2 separate regions of the Pan troglodytes genome follow, and region 1 is linked to region 2. Evidence: chromatin contacts called from public Hi-C data. All regions are on one chromosome and are shown on one strand. Each heading gives the region's core, a stretch centred on a gene start, on an enhancer-like site or on the middle of the called end of the contact. The rest is flanking DNA. Distances are from core to core; before and after follow the strand shown. Region 1 holds the start of WT1 (WT1 transcription factor). Region 2 holds the start of PAX6 (paired box 6).

Region 1 (5,046 bases), core at 609-3,108, 620 kb after region 2:
TCCCTCCTTGTATCCTGACTAAGCACAGCGAATAACCCTGTCCTTGTTCTAACCCCAGGTCTTGAAGAAATACTGTCCCAGCTGAGCCCCGCGTTTACAAGATGAAGAGGCGCCCCAGATGCGCTGAAAGAAAGGCCAAAGCTCGTGCCTCCTTCCACTGCCTGCGGTAGAACCTGGTCCCGCATAGCTTGGAATCGGATAAGTCAAGTTCTCTTCCATCCCCAGAACCTGCGTGGCCGCCGCCTGAGCGAAGCCCAGTGAAGATCCACTTCTGTATTACCATACGCGGGAGCTATCCACGGACACGACGCTGTTCCAGAAAGCCATTTAGTTACTGGAGGTGCATGTGCTCATTCTAGTTCTCTACGATACTTAATGTGCACCTAAGTGTGTGCCAACACCGTATTATAAGGGCTGGAGGTGCTCCTGGACATTTTAGCGCGGCGGAGGCAGCACAGCACAGGCGCTCACCCCCGCGCTGGTCCCACTCCGAATCCAGAGTCCAGACGTCTGAAAAGCGCTACGCTTGGTGACAATTTGGCGTTTCCTTAATTAACAAAACTCTCCCCAAGGCAGAGCCAGACACTGCGCCGGTCTCCTGGTTCCACTCCCGTGGGGACTAGCAGTCCCGGAATCTCTCGGACTCTAAGGGGCCCCAGACGCCCTCCCGGCTCTTGCGAACAGTCAGGCTCCTAGCTCTGCCTGGCTTTGGAGGATGTCGGGGGCCAGTGCCTGCGTGCACTCCCACTCTCCGGCCTCCTCCCCAGCCGCCGCTTCCGCTATCCTCACGGCCCTTGGGAAGCAGCTGGGTAAGAGCTGCGGTCAAAAGGGGTAGGAGAGGGGGGTGTCCTAGAGCGGAGAGCCCCTGGCGCCACTGCCCCGCGCGTAGGGGGCGCTCCCCGGCCTACTTACCCTGATTGCGAATAGCGGGCTGGCTCTCGAGGCAGCTGGGCAGGTAGGGTGCGTTAGGAAACATCCTGGCCTGGCCGGATGACGCCTGGCTGGGCGGAGGAGGACCGAAGGGCCCGTAGCGACAGGCTCCGGCTGTGCCAGTGAACTGGCCGGAAAAGTGGACGGTGAAGGCGCTCAGGCACTGCTCCTCGTGCGGCTCCGCGCCGCCCCAGCTCGGCTCCTGTTTGATGAAGGAGTGAGGCGGCGGCGGCGGGGGTGGCGGCGGAGCCGGTGGCGGCGCGGGGCCGCCCAACGACCCGTAAGCCGAAGCGCCCGGGGGCGCAAAGTCCAGCACCGGCGCCCACTGCGCCGCGCCGCTCACAGGCAGGGCACAGCCGCCGCCGCCACCCAGGGAGGGGACGGCGGGCAGCAGCGCGTTCAGGTCCCGCACGTCGGAGCCCATTTGCTGCGGCTCAGACCCGGACGCCCCGCGGCTTCTCCGGCCCTGGAGACGTTCAGCGCTGGCGTCGGCGGCGCCTAACTTGGCCCAGATGCCGCCCGGGTCCCGGACTCCCTGCTGCTCTGGCTGCTGTAGGCACCCAGGCCCGGAGCGGAGCGTGTGCTGAGACGCCGGCTCCGGGACACACGTGGAAGCCGGGTCCTGCAGCAAGAGGAAGTCCAGGATCGCGGCGAGGAGACGGCGGGGCCCGGGCGCCTGGGCTGCCGTCCCGGCTCTGGGTGGGTGGGTGGGTGAATGAGTAGGTGGGAGGGAGGGCGGGAAGTGGGGGAGCGGACAGGCGGTCGGGTTGCGGAGAGCCCCCGGGTGTGGGCGCTGCCTTGAACTCCTTACCCCAGCTGCCTGGCTGCCCTCAGCTTCCCAAAGCTCAAATAAGAGGGGCCGGCGGCGCGGGGAGGAGGAGGAGCCAGGAGGCTCGGCCGCTCCATTCACTCAGCAGCCCATGCCCGGCCAGGCAGCGCGCGCTGCTCCTTGGGGGCGCCCTCGCAGCTGGGGTGGGGGCGGGTCCGAGGGAGCGTCCCTCTCGGAGACACCCTCCTCTTCAACCCAACACGCGCTCTCAGCTGGCCGGTGTGGCACAACCCTCCCCCCACCTCCCCTTCTTGGCCTTCGCCAGTGTGGGAGCCTCGTCTCACTGGAGAGTCCGTTCAGGTAAGCAGTGAGTCCGGGCAGGGTCGAATGCGGTGGGAGTAGAGATGGGGTTGTTAATCTAAAAGAGTGGTTTGGAGGGAGGGGCAGGTAGGCTCCAAGAGGGCGGGAACTTCAGGAAAGCGCAGAAAGAACTCAGTCAAGCTTCAAAGAAGCGTATACCCTTGCTTTGCACCCTTGAGTCTCGCTCTTGCTTCTAGAACTGTCGGGTAGGGGAGTGGCCATGATCTTGGGGTCACTGGGGAAAGAGGTGGCCCTTTGTGGGTTCCAGAGGTCGGGACTGAAGGCGAACGTCCCTCAGTTGGGTGGCCGGGAGTTGCACCAGTTATAAGCCGGGCGTATTTCGATCGGCTAGTAGTTGTTTACTTGGTGAGGTTTGAGCCAGGCGGAAGGCGGTTGCCGCCTACCTAAAATTGGAGTCAGCAGCACTTAGTTTCCCTTTCCAGTGAGGAATATCTAATTCTTCTACGGTTAAGCCGGGAAAACAGCGGCTAGTTTAGGAGGGAAGAAAACCCTTGGGCAAACGCCCAAAGCCTGCGTATATTCCGGCCGGAGCATCCTGGCGCCCAGTTTGGGGAGGAGGGGTGAAGGGGAGGGTTTGGATACGAAGCCCGGCAGGGAGCGGGTAACTCCTGGAGCCACTCCGCCGAGCACTGCCTGTGGCCCTGGTCGAGGATACCATTCTGGTTGCTCAGTGATTGACCAGGAGGCGGAAGCCAGTTAAGGGGACCAAGGAGTGGAGTAGGGAGAACCTCCATCGGCCCACGGGCGCGAGTTAGTGTTCGAATCTTTGGGAGCTCGAAGAGCTTCGCTAAATCTGACTCCCTTCATCTAGTCTCTGTTTGGCAGCCCCCGCGCCCCAGAGCAGGTGTTTGGGGCGGCTAGGGGGTGTTGTTTTGGTTTGGTTTTTGGATCTTCTAAAGGAGTCAGTATCTATTGGGAAACAACCCCTAGGCAAGGAGAAGAACCGGGGGCCGGAGCGGAGCGTGTTTCAGAGGTGCGTATAAAATCCCAGGGGCGCCAGGAGGCAGCAGCGACGGCGCAGCGTGGGACGGCCAGGCGCGACGGGAGGGAAGCAACCGGTTGCAGTCCGGCCTCCTGTACCTGGCTGGCCCGGGCTGGGGCTGCAAGCTTTCCAGCCAAACTTATGTGAAGCAAAGTAGTTGCAGTTTGACAAAGGATGGCGTTTCAATAAATGACATAGTAATTTTTTACGCTTTGGTTTTTAGCTTGCATTGCATAAACGTTGTCGCCATTAAATTCTGGCTGCGGACCCGAAGTGTGTGCGGGCCCAGGACTTACTCGAAGGGCGCACTTCTTGGGAATGCTCATCCCGTAGGCGCAGGAGACCCTGAGGGTAAAGATGCGGCACTTGAGCCCTCCGCTTGCCTCCCAGGCCACCTTTGCTGCTTGACTTTGCTTCGTCTCCACTCAGAAGCTTTTAAAATTATTATTAAGTAAAGAAAGATTCTACAAGACACTGCCCCCACGCTCTCTGCTCAGTCCTCTCCCACACGATCTATCCCTAAACCTTTCGCGGGGCTCGCGCGTTTGGTTTTTTGAGTGGAGAAAGGACTCTCGAGACAAAATTCACTGCCAGTTGCCCTAAGAACCCCCCAGATCCCTGTATCTCCCTTCCTTCTCCCCGCCTATTATTTCTACTTGGAAGTCGTTTTTCTTAACTAGGACTCAACTATGAGGGGCGAGGAGCCCTTTATGAAAAGCCGGGGACTTTTATTTCCAAACGAAAAGATTGAGATTGTTTCTTCTTTTACCATCCTTGGCACTTTTAGCGGGGGGAGAGGAGGTTATCTGAAGGGAGGCTGGCTTGAATGTGAGTCTTTGTGTTTGTGAAACCCAGGTAAGGCAAAGACACGTAAATCTCTGCCAACATTTTTTAAAAATAAGTTTTTGCCCCGGGGTGAGGGATGTAGGGGTGGATAGGAGGAAAGGAGAGCCAAGCAAATGTAGAACTCCTCTCTCCTCTGCCATTTATTTTCTCTGAATCCTTGTGGGGGCGGGGAGGGGAAGAGCACCGGTGCGAACCCCGGGGTGCCCCCTCGCCCGACTTGGACTTCTCCGACTAAAGAGGTGGGAGGAGTTCCCTGCAGCCTGCGGGGCCAAGAAGAAAGTGCTAAGCTGAGGAGCCGCAGTCGGAGGACCCCAGGGACCCGACAGGAAGTCTCCGTACGACCCCAACGGATCCACATGCCCGGAAGCCCAGGCGACACTAAGCCAGCGCTGGGGAACTGACGTACTCCTGCAGTCGCAGGGCGCTCCATGCCTCTCTGTCCTCTTCTTTGTTGTGGGTAACGTTCTCTGCGGGAGACCTGAGGTTTTCCAAGGGGGACATGCCAGCTACACTGGCCTTGGCGCCCTGAGCTAAGCACCAGGACTCACAGCCTAGCACGAAGGCAGGTAGCACCTTCACCCGCCGCGGACGATAGGCGCTCTCCTGTACCTCCTTTAGCTCGCGAGGCCCGCCCTTCGCGAGGTCCCAGAGAAAAGCAGGCTGTGGAAAACTGGGCGCCCCCTTCTTTCACCCACCTTCTTACCCCTGTCAGCGCCGAGGTCTGTAGCAGAGGTTACTGGTCTGAACCACCGATTGGCAAAGAAAGCTGCAGATTAAACTTCTCGTTTTACAGGGAAGGAAACTGAGGCCCAGACAGCCGAAGGAGAGGCAGTCTATGGAGCGCAGCGGTAAAGAGCAAGGGGTTGGTGGCCCCAGAATGGAACCTCAGCTCTGCCAGGTAACCAACAGCTGTGTGACCCTAGACGAGTTCCGCAGTCTCTCTGAGCCTCAGTTTCCTTACTGGTCAAACGGGATAATGGGATACTAGCGCCCATCTCATAGAGTTGTTCTGAGGATTAGATAGGAGAGCAGTGTGGGCCTTTGACTCAATCAACTTTACAGTTTTTGTTACTACTACTGTTTAAGGACAGGAAACAAGTTAGTGGCAACGCCGAGCTGAAACCCGGGTCTCTCAACG
Region 2 (4,574 bases), core at 1,623-4,122:
CATGTAGGACAACTGAAATCAGCGGCACTCTCCGATTTTTGCAAATAGGGTTCCTAGAAAAGTTTGCTTTCCATTTCATCACCCTGTGACGATCCCCCCATCTCTCTTTTCCCTGTAACCTCTGCCCCCAAGAGGCAAGAGTTCAGCTTCAGAGGAAAAGCAAGCAAGTCAAGGCCACCTCAGTCCCTTCTCCCTGGATATCCCCTCTCTAAACCGCTGCCTATTCTAAAGGCCAACGACCCGGTCCTGCGATTTGTCCCGTTGTAGACCTGGGAACAGGCAGGCGGGAACTGGGGGCTTTACTGGGGGATTTGAGGCTGGGGAGGGGGAGGGAGCAAATGTCATGGCTGGCTCGCTCAAGCATCCAGGGAACCGGAGCTAAGCGCATCCTGACGGGCTTTTAAAATGACATTGATTAGGACAAGCTGTTCCCAACCCCAGTAAGAGTTAATCTGCCTGTTAATCAAGGCACTAAGGGGCTCAATGCGAGTTTTATTAGCGACAGGAGAACAGAGGCGGCAGCCAGGGATCAAAAGCCGGGATCCCATATATTTGTCAGCGCTATCTCCAAAAAAAAAAAAAAAAAAAAAAATTTCAATTTGAAAACAATTCGGCGCTTTTCGTCACTTCCTAACCCAGTCTCACAGACGGTGACTTCCAAACCTGGCTAGCGGGGAAAACCGCTGCCCGGGGGACAGAGGGGCTGACAGGAACTGCGGGTTGGCTCAGCCGAATGCGGCCGGGGAGAATTTAAGAATTCTCAGCCCGCGCGGCCCGATGCCTCTGATTCCTCACGAGAGGAAAGGGAATGAAAAATGAAGCAACAAATGACACCACCCAGGCTGGCAGCCCTCGCTCCCCGCCAGACCCCGCTCCTCAGGCCCGGCTCTGGCGCCGGGTGGCGTCCAGCCCCTGCACGCGCGGCGCGGCCCGCGGGAAAGTTTGTGCAGCGAGAGTGACTGTCCTTCCGCCTCGCGCGCGCTGCCCCCTTCTGCCCCGGAGGGGCGTTGGGTTCCCTTCGGTTTTCCTTTCTAATTCTAAAATAAATAAATAAACTCCGGGCCCTGGGGAAATCTGAATAGTAATTCCAGTCATCCAAATTCTATGAGAGGGTCTGAGGAAAAAAAGACAAGCCTATCACGGGCGCCCTCCGATCACGAAGGGCACGGGCATGAGAAGGCGACAGAGGAGGTCCTCGGCTCGCCCTGGGCGCGGAGCGAGGACTCTGGTCAGAGGTAATTATGTCACCGCGTTTTCTCGCCGTGACAGCCGAATAAACACGATCTCCAATAAACATCTCTAATGAGGGAGGAGGCCCGAGGATGGCTGGGTTTGATTTATGACTGGAGGAGAAGGTCCACTTCCCACTGCGAAGCAGGCAACCTGCTCGCCGCCCAGCTCCAGGGAGAGGAACCCGCGGAGGAGAGGATCCCGGCCCAGGTAAGGCGTGCGGCCGGACTGCCACTGCGCTCGTCCCCCGTTTCCAGGTGAGGTGAGCAGGGGGCGGCCACCGCTCGGAGTCGGGCGGAGGTCCCAACACCTGTCACAGGTGACTGAGCTCCGATGGTGCTCCCAGAAGACCTAGAAAGGGGGCGCAGGAGCGCGAGTGGGAGTGGGGGTTGGGGGCTAGCCGGGGCCTGGCCCAGAGGCCGCCCCAAACTCCCGGGCGGGGTTCTTGGGTGCCCCGCCTAAGCCGGCCTGGGCGTCTCCAGCTGCTTTTAGGGCCGGGCTCCCAGGACTTTCGCCCGGCTGAACCACAAGTTAGTCTAAGTTTGGGTCGTCCCTTCCCTGACTCACTAAGGGGACACTTCCGGGCCCCGGCTCCCGCCCTCCAGGGGCCGCAGGGTGGTGGGCGCTGCTCTTTCCCGGGCTTGGCGGCCCGGCTCCCATGGCGCCCGCGCGCTTCCCGCCGAGGCAGCCAGCGCAGCGCCCGCAGTAACCGGAGCCCGCGTTCTAGCTCAGTGAGAATCGCTAATTATTAGGTCTTCCGAAGTGAAGCTCAAATCACACGCTGGGGGCTTTACGCGCTGCCCAGCTCTGTGGGCCGCATTCTTTCGTACTCCGCGTCTTTCTGAGAAACGAACCCCATCTCTAGACTTTGCTGCGGTCCAGCCATCTGCACTTTGCAACCGCGGGAAACTTCTGCTGCACCTCGCCCGACCCGCGGCAGGGTGTCTTTAAGCACTCCAGGCGCGGGTACGGACTTTCCCAAGCGTGGATGTCGTGAACTGCGACGCAGAGGAGGTCTGGATGCAAACTGCGTCCCCACCTCCTGCATTTTTCGCGGTCGCGAGTGGCTTTAGCAGACAGCAGCAGCAGACTCCCGCCCCCTACTCCCAGCTCAGGGCCGGACTGGAAGTCCACTCTTAGGAGTGGAACATTTTGCTACTTTTGCAGAAGAGCACACTCGGCAAAGACAAGTCCCTCCTCCACCCCCCTTCCTATCCCTCCCTCAGTAACTCGCTTCCATCTTTGTATGCCTCCTTTTAAAAGCAAAAATCAAGCCCCGGGGCCACTTGGGGCGGGCTTTGATTTGGGGACAGCAGTCGCGGGCAGCGGAGAGGCCCCGCGGGCCCCGAGCCGGGCCGGGGCCGGAGCCCGGGCGGTTACCTGGGAGCGGAGGGCGGGGAGGCAGGTGAGCCTGGCAGCGCCGGTTCCCACACTTCTCACCGCCGCTCGGCAGGGGAAGTGGCAGATCTGACAGCCGCGTTCTACGCGAGGACCTGCCCCAGAGTTTAAATGTCAATGATAAGAAAAGAGGGTGCTCAGGCAGGCGCTAACTTTCCTTAATATCCACGCCAGCGCCGTCCTCATTGGCTGCCCGGCCCGCGTGACGTCATGGCGGCTAGAGTTGGGCACAGCTCTGCGCCGACTAGTTTTCCGGCCGGGCGGGAGCCTGCTTCTCCCCACCCAGGGTCCGGCCGGCTCCAACCCCTGCTCTGGCCTTCCTTGGCCCGGCCTGTGACCGCCCTAGCCCGGCCCGGTCCGGCCTGGCCCGCCCTCCTGTATGGCGTAGAGTCGATCCTCAGGAAACTAGTCTTGCCGAGTGCGCTCCTCCGCACCTTCGGGCACTAGGGCCCCAAGATCTCTGCCCTTAGGCTGGCCAGCTACCTCTCTGGGTAATCACCCTGTCCCCTCCTCCGATCCCCAAGGGAGTCACTTCATCGGAGAGACCCGAAGGCCGCGCCGGAATTGAGAGGCGCTTTTGGCAGGAATCATTTTTAGGAGGAGTTCGAGGCTCGATGAGTACCCTCAACGTGGCCCTCGAGCCCGCAAGTCACTAGCTGGGCACAGACGGGGGCTCCGGGAAGAGGACAAGCGACCCCTTTTTCAGGGCCTAGGCCAAAGATCTCTCCAGGCCTGCTGGGTTCTCAAGAGGGAAGCCCTAAAGGGGGCCTACCCGGGCTTCCCTCGCCCTCTGGCTGAAAGGCTTCAACCACATTAGAAAATGTAGGTGATTGTATTTATCTTTGACTTTGAATTAACTGTTGACTTTGTGACTTAGAGGAGGAAAACAGGAAAATCCCAGATTCTGAAGTCAGTACTCATAGAAATTGGGGCGGGGTCTGCAGGACACTGACTTGCTGGTCTGTGCCTGTTTTTCCCTCACACCTTCTGTGGACTGCGAGATGGCTTAGCGGAGCTAGGCCTGGCTATCTTGGAATGGAGATTTAGACCCTCGTTGTCATTCCCGTCCCCCATCCCTCAAAACAGGAGGCTTCTCAACTCCTTCCCCTGTGCTTCCATCTGGGTCTCCAATTTGAAAGTGACAGAGGTCGGGCCCGGAGGGGCAGGGGTCGCTTGAGGAGTTTGCGGGAGAGGAAGGGGCGGGGCGTGGAATTTCCTTTAGGCAGCTCGTGGAGACCCAGCCTGGGTGGACCCGGGAGTGTGTGTGTAGAAGCAGGGAGGGGGACGCCTGGGCCGGAGGAGGGTCCTAGGGCCAGTCCCTGCGCGCCTTGATCCGGGCGGCGGCTAAGGGAGAGCCGAGCACAGATGGCGCCGAGGCGGAGGTCTAGTGATTCCCGCTCCCGCCCCTGGCACACCTGGACAGGTGCCGGGCCTCGCAACCGGCCAGGAGGCAGCTCCAGGCAGCCCGTCTGCCCACTCCTCTTAGCCCGGACAGCTCCTAGCTGGACTTGATTTTTTGTCTTGCTCAGCCCGTCGAGGACTGGAGGGCAGAGTAGGGGTGGGAGTGGGGGTAGGGGTAGAGGTGGGGGTGGCGGTGAAGGTGGGGAGGAGAATGGGAGCTTTGGCTGAGAAGTTTCCGCAGGATGTTCTTACTTATTTACAAACATTCTCCAAACTTTCTTTCTTCGTCCTAACGCCCTGGGCATCCTGTGTTAAGGCCTAGGAGCGCCCACCTCCCACTGGCCACTCTAGTCTGGGCCTAGACCTTACCATGGTCCTGTCGCCCTGCTCGGCTGGGAAGGGATGCTAAGAGAGGCATTTGTTCTGGTTTCCCTGTCGCCGTCGGCCATCTCCAGTGACCTAGTTTCTTGGTAAGCCCCTAGCTCCCCTCCAGGACCTGGCCCAGCCTCCAGCCTCAGATGTCCTGAGGTCTCCCAGACTCCGCC

The links. A called contact is a pair of places that touch in the nucleus more often than the background predicts.
Region 1: a Hi-C map of induced pluripotent stem cells shows a contact between it and region 2, with 7 times the contacts expected there. The contact joins the promoter of WT1 here to the promoter of PAX6 in region 2. A contact is called at or near these places in 2 of 7 Hi-C or Micro-C datasets (both in induced pluripotent stem cells).

What each region holds. Positions count from the first base shown.
Region 1 is chr9:36,432,264-36,437,309 of NHGRI_mPanTro3-v2.0_pri, forward strand. It overlaps WT1 (WT1 transcription factor), which reads right to left and starts at 1,859. Exons shown (of 9, transcript XM_016920637.4): 1 at 913-1,859. The coding sequence starts at 1,354.
Region 2 is chr9:35,814,682-35,819,255 of NHGRI_mPanTro3-v2.0_pri, forward strand. PAX6 (paired box 6) reads right to left here and starts at 2,873. Exons shown (of 14, transcript XM_054662190.2): 1 at 2,611-2,873.